Regions from separate parts of the Gossypium arboreum genome. Here region 1 is linked to region 2. A link is a contact called in public Hi-C data. All regions are on one chromosome and are shown on one strand. The core of a region is the stretch at or near the end of the contact, and the rest is flanking DNA. Distances in the headings are between cores, read along the strand shown. Region 1 holds the start of LOC108465361 (B2 protein-like). Region 2 holds the start of LOC108457932 (mitochondrial import receptor subunit TOM20-like).

Region 1 (3,448 bases), core at 475-2,974, 210 kb after region 2:
ATATGTTTTCTTGTAAATTTTAACAGGGGTTAAATTGTCATAATTTTACAATGTGTAAAATTGGGATGAGAAAATTATTTAATTGGAAAAATAATGTTTATTTTGGAAAATAGAAAATTATGTATTGGGTTGGACTAAATTATGAAGTGTTGGGTTAAAAGGCCAAAAAACACATATAATTGGGCTTAATAAAATGAGAGGCTTGAATCTACATCATAATACATATGAGGGGAAACACACCTTATTAGCCCCTCTGCCTCTTCTAGTTGGACTGAAAGTTGTTTTTTTATTTGAAATAAACTTCCACAATTCAACAAGGGTTCTATCTTCTCTCCCTATAAATAGATGGAATCGATAAATTTATTTACACAACTTCAAGATATTATTACTCTGTCAAAAAATAGAGAGAATTTATTCTTTACTATTATATATATATTCGAAATAACAATTTTGTCAGTTTCTATTTTGAAGAAAGAATTTTCCTTTTCATCCAAAAGTAAAAAAGAACTTTTTCTAGTTCTATGTTTTGATTCAATTGGTTCGAGCCCACACTTGAAGCAAATCGTGGTATGAGAGTAGTGAAGAAGATCGATTGGTTAAAAGCTAGAAAACATTAAGGATCCCTTTATCTGAAAAAACATGTATGATTTCGGTTAAAGGTTTATTGCTATAAATATCACAAACTGAATCGGTTTTCAAATTTTAAATTTTCCGCTGTGCAAGAAAATCATTTTCAATCTAGATTTTTTCCAACAAAACAAACACACAAGTGAACTTAATCTATCACACACCTCATGATAATTTTTCTCACCCTTACACCTTGAAGACTGATACTCTCACCACTAAACTCACCCTTGTGAGTTCAGCAAATAAAATTACAACACAAAAGGTTTTATTATCAATATGCACTCAAAGAAAAGTTCCTCACTTGAACAGATTTAGTGCTCTTAATTCCAGTTACAAAAAGCTATACAAGTCTCTTCCTTAAATAGATTATGTTCGAGACTTGCTAACATAGAAGATTTATAATAACCCCATTACAATAATAATACAATAAAGAATTTACAATATAATAACAATAAAACAAATGTGGGCTCTTGGCAACTAATCACATAGAGTTCCAATCCAATCCAAATGTCCATGTTGTAAGGGATTAACTTGAATGACTTAATTCGATCTAATTTTCAATATGAGTTTATCAAGTAATATGATATTCATTGACAGACTAGATGTTGTCTATATGTTCATCATATCTTATTCAAACTGTTCAATAAATTATCAATACTTAATATGAAAATTATCACTCAACAGCTCTAATACTAGAGAAGCATGCACTTCCTTAACACTTAAAAGCGAACTTCATATTTTCTAATAAATATTTGTAAACTTTTGAATTATTTTGAGAGACATTAATCTCAAACACTCACATGATTTTTTTAATTAAAATTTATATATCATACATAATACATTTAAAATATTTTTATTAAATAAATAATCAATAGAAATAGTAGGAGGAAAATATATTTTTTGACAAAATTCGAGATAGATCGGATAAGAAAATTTACTTGGAAGTAAATATTTTACGATTATTATATTTTAAAAACATAAAATGTTTTTACACGCGGACACTGAGGCGCGTAGGAAACGAGAACTTCACCAGCACTGCACTTCCTTAATTTTAAGACACTGACACAAAGTTCGTAAGAAAAAGGGTAAAAACCAAACTGGCAAAAGACAGTAAATACTCAAGTAATGAGGGGCATTCTCGTCACATAATTCTATAATACAATGAAAATCCCTTCTTACATAATTTCTCGCTGTCCCCCTCTGTGCCGTGTCTTGCGGGTTTCACTTCACAGCTAGCAAAGGTAAAAAAGATAAAAAGAAAGAAAGAAAAAAAAGGGACTCTCTTTGTTTCTCTTTTGGATCCCAAATCTGGAGTTCTTAGCTTCTAAAATACTTTTAAATCTGCATCTTTAATGCTAAACATTGAAATTGTATTTTGCTTAGTTGGTAAAGTCTGCATCTATTTCATTGGTTCTTTGTTAAATGCCGTACTATTTATTTGATTTTTATTGATGGATGATTTTGAATTTTTGGGTATTGTTTTAAAGGTGATTATATTTTTGGGTTTTCTTTTCTTTTCTTTCTTTTTTTTTTTTTTGGGGGGGGGGGGGGGGTGTTCTTATTGGGATAAAATTTGGTTGTTGTTTGTGTCATGTGAAGTTGACTTCAAGAGTTTTAGGATTTCTGGGCTTTGCTTGTGTGCTGAGAGAATGGTGGGAAAGGAAATGGGGAATTTTCCAGTGTTTGCTTGGTTTTCATGTGCTGATTCTTGGTTTTCTTTTCTTTGGGTTATTGTGGCTGTTGGTAGAAATTGAATCTCCTTCATTGATGCTTAAGATTTGCTTATCAATTGGTGACTTAATTGTCTCCAATTTTCTCCTATGTCTTGTTTTGTAATTGACAAATCTTTTCAAATTCTGTTATCCTCTCTTATTAGGATCTGCAAGATGGAAAGCATGAATAGCTTTTGGCAGTTAGGAGATGATCTCCGGGGACAATCTAAAGCCTCAGAGGATCACAAATGGTTGATGGTTGCCTCCAAACTGGCTGAACAGACGAGGATAAAGGGTGAGCGAATGAACAATCTCGATCTTTCAAAGGGTCCAGCTGAAGTAAGGACAAGGGATAAATTTGGGTTCCATGAAGACAACAAATTCGAGAACCTTAACTTCAATATGTTGAACTTGGACTCCAAGATCGGAGATAGTGTAAGCAAAAGTACCTTCCGAAATGGTATTTACAACACCGATGCTGTTTACCAGAAAAATAACAGCCACAACATTGGGAACCTGTCTGCCAACAAATATAGCGGCAACAACCATAGCAACAAAGATATTAATAATAACAGCAACACCAACTCCAACAACAACGAGAACAGCAATGCAAACAATGCTGTCGATAAAAGGTTCAAGACTTTGCCTGCCACCGAGACACTCCCTAGAAATGAGGTGCTTGGTGGATACATCTTTGTTTGCAATAATGACACAATGCAAGAAGATCTTAAGCGTCAGCTATTTGGTAATTGTTGTTCTTTTTGAAGACTCCCATTCTCATAGATGTAATTGTCACGTAATTAGTTTATATTATGAACCTTAGTAGTTGAGAATTTTTACTTGCTGCTGTTATCTCATTTGCTAGGTTTACCGCCAAGATACAGGGACTCTGTTCGGGCAATCACACCTGGCCTGCCATTGTTTCTCTATAACTACACCACTCATCAATTGCATGGTATTTTTGAGGTAAGTTCACCTGAGTCTAATGGTTGATCAGGCAGTGTCAGTTAGCGTCTCTTGTATTGTTGATGTTTTCTTCCATATTTACAGGCAGCAAGTTTTGGGGGTTCTAACATTGATCCAACTGCTTGGGAAGACAAAAAGTGTAA
Region 2 (3,517 bases), core at 754-3,253:
TAAAGCATTGTTGGTCCTTTGCCACAGTATAAATTTCTCTTGTGATTAGATGTCACACATTTCTCCAAAGCAATTTCATCTCATCCTACTCTAATCTTAAAGATTAATTGATTACCACTCTGCATCAGCTCTCCTTCACCAATCAAACCTAATGTCGAAAAATAACCTCTCATGCACAATTTCTCACACTCAGATCTCTAAAGAAATATAAATAATAACCATCAAACTAAGCTACATATCTCTCAAAGCAATAATTCTATAATAAAAGACAGAAACCATAGGCCAGAACCCGCTCTAAGGGGCTTGGGCATGCACTTGAATATGATGCATGTTATACATAAAAGAGTAAATCCCTTAAATTAACCATAATATGACTGCAATCCATCGAACGTTCTGACTTCTTCCTCAGAAAATATAGAAGATATCAAATGTAAATCAACAGAAAACATAGACTAAAGACCAACTAACTAACCTTGATCTTTTAAAACGCATATGTAAATAGTGCAAAATAATCAATCTATTAAGCAGCACATTACAACACAAGCCACATAGAGATTATAGGAGAAAAAGAAGGGGAAGGGAAAGTGCAGATATGAAGAAGGGAAACATAATGGGAAAAAACTAAGAAGATTGCCTTTGTTGAATTGGAGGAAGTAGAAGTAGAAGGTCCAGCCCCAAGCGTCTGTTGACCTAAACCATGCTTAATGATTTCCTGGTGTAATTCTGGAGCCTGAGGAAAAAGAAAAGGATGCTTTTAATACAGAAACAATTAAATGCACTCGAGTGAAATAAAAGTAAGGAAGACCACAAAGAACAAACTGCATACGGCTCATTTTGAACTTTGAACTTGATACCTCCCCTCACAGGCTTTAAGCGCAAAATTTCTAATCAATTGACCGTTTACAAACTAATCAACAGTTAACATTTCCTAATATATGTATCACTACAAATCCATCTAAGAAGTAATGAAATATAATACATTCCTCCCATCAATATTAAACAAGGTCCACGCCACATTTTCACAACAAAATACAATAAGTTGTAGTAGCTATTAAAAGATATATATCACAAGAAACACGGAGCATTACCCAAGATTCATTAACCCAATATAAAGAAAAGAGAGAGGAAATACCTTGGCAGATATTTCTAAAGACTTAAGGTAAATGTCATTGCTCGGGTCCTACATATATGCATCACAAAGCAAACATGTCAAGAAAGTATATACATAGTCAGAATCAAAACTATGGCGACCAACATTTACTAAATGAAAATTAAATTACCTCATCGACTGCTTGCTGGAAATATTGAGCAGCCTTTTCGAAATAAGGCCTTGCCTCGTCCTCCTTGTTAGTCAGAAACGCAAAAGAAGTCTGAGCATTTCCCAAGCACCATAAAGCATCATGCTTTCTAGGGTTAATAGATAAAGCCTCCTCTAGTTTCGAAATAGCATCTATTTAAAGAAGAAAAAAATTCATATCTAATCTAAATTAGTTGCTTTACCAATTACAATAAATTTCAATAGCCAATAAAACAAATTATTGGATTCAAAATATATATATATATATATTAAAGAACCTTGAATCATTTTCTGAGAATCTGGAACGCTTTGAAACTGAGACAACTCCAGTAAAGCTCCGGCCCATCTGGTCAAATTCTGCCAAGAAAACAAGATTTTAAACAATAGCCAAAAAATCATTTTAATTAGAAAAAGAAAAGATCGAAGGAAGCAGAAAGCGAACATCGGCATCGAGAGGATTGGAAGCGTAAGTAGCCTCGGAAATTTTACGAGCTTGCTCGAAAAAGAGCAACCTATCGAGATCGTTGGACATTTCCATGGCTTTGGTTTCCGGTTAAATCTTTAGTATGAATTATCTGTACGGACAAATGTTAGAGCGTATCCAAATCAAGACTCCGTGTCTTTGGAAGGAGCCCTAAAGACTTTGACAGACTGAATCTTTCTTTCCTTCAGCATCTGCAATATTCTTATTTTATTTTCCTCCTTTAAAATTGGGCTCTTTGAGAATGGGCTTCTTGTTCTAAATGAAACCTTTGCTACAATACAACCACCATTACTATTTACTTGGATCTTTATTACATCTAATATTTCTTTTTACTTCAGTGCATTTAAACTCACGTCTTTTTGCATTAGCAATACTATCTATACCAATCAAGTTAAGACTCAATCGACGAATCATAAACAATGTTAAATAAGTAGTTTTCGCGTTTGGAGTTAAATGACATTTTTAACCTTTTTTTTTTTTAAGAATTTAACTTTAACTTATGATCCATTCTGTATTTTATATAATATTTATTTTCGGTATACAATTGTTTTTCTATTGAAATTTATTTCAAGTATATAATATTATATATTTAAATTTGAAATGATTATATTTTAATATGTAAAATATAGTTTATATATTCAAATTGAATTTTAAAATATTTAAAATTTATATTTCATATATCAAAATATTAATAAATGAGTTACAATAAATTATTTTTATATCCTTATTAAAGTATCATAATATTAACAAATTTATACATTATTTAATGCATATTTTTACTTTACAATATCATGTCTGAAATAAATATTTTATTTTTCAAAAATATTTTTGACAAGAATACTAATCACTTTAATTTTAAGCCAAATTTTTAAAAACATTTTTTATATCACTTTTCAAAACCATTTTTCAAAAGTAATGAAAAATAACCCTAAATCTTCCCCTTGAAAGTTTAGTTGTAAAGCAAGTGTCTCGCTTGAATTTACTCACAAAAATGTACTCAAAACACAAGTTCCTAAATTGAACAAAGATAAGTGCTCTTAGTTATGTTCTACCTAGAACAAGCCATTCATATATTAGAGTTTTAACTTGCTAAGATTAAGGTGGTCAATTTCATTCCAGTATCAACCGAAATGCTTTGTTTCGACAATAAACCAGTGTTAGGTTTGTAAAATAAGTCTAAAAATAAAACTTAATAAACCAGGATATATCATGTCAAATCATCAAGAATAAATCAAGAACAAAACTAAATGCGAAAGCGTACCTAAATCCATGAATTCCTTGAAATTTTTCCGGATCTTGGGGATTTGATCTTCCAAATTACCACACAAAAAATTCAGAGAATATTTGCTCTCTCTTTTCTAAGGATGAGATATTAGAAAAGATATATTGTTGTGTAGTTTAGGGACCATAATCCTAATATGTATAACCTTGGCATATTAGTTCTAATTCCTAATTAACCCATCATTAATTAGAATTTGATTAGAACTCAATTATTAGAGTATCTACACATATTTGACCCATACTTTATTTAATAATTCAAGCCTGATAAAACTTTAATCAAATTAGATCACTTTTAATTCGAGCTAACCTATCATGATAGTAAATAATAACATGTAATTACCGTTATTATATATGTGATGTCCATATTTTCCAACAATCCCCCACTTGGACCACATATATATACTAATTACTCTATAATTACATGTCATTATATAACCTTATGAGCTCAAAATTTT

What was found. Hi-C and Micro-C count contacts between places; a contact is called where the count stands out from the background.
Region 1: a Hi-C map of leaf shows a contact between it and region 2, with 4 times the contacts expected there. The contact joins the promoter of LOC108465361 here to the promoter of LOC108457932 in region 2. A contact is called at or near these places in 3 of 5 Hi-C or Micro-C datasets (all in leaf).

What each region holds. Positions count from the first base shown.
Region 1 is chr4:24,162,761-24,166,208 of ASM2569848v2, forward strand. It overlaps LOC108465361 (B2 protein-like), which reads left to right and starts at 1,725. Exons shown (of 6, transcript XM_017765695.2): 1 at 1,725-1,868; 2 at 2,504-3,084; 3 at 3,205-3,305; 4 at 3,390-3,448. The coding sequence starts at 2,514.
Region 2 is chr4:23,948,524-23,952,040 of ASM2569848v2, forward strand. It overlaps LOC108457932 (mitochondrial import receptor subunit TOM20-like), which reads right to left and starts at 2,004. Exons shown (of 7, transcript XR_001867201.2): 1 at 1,740-2,004; 2 at 1,576-1,654; 3 at 1,281-1,450; 4 at 1,133-1,180; 5 at 635-730.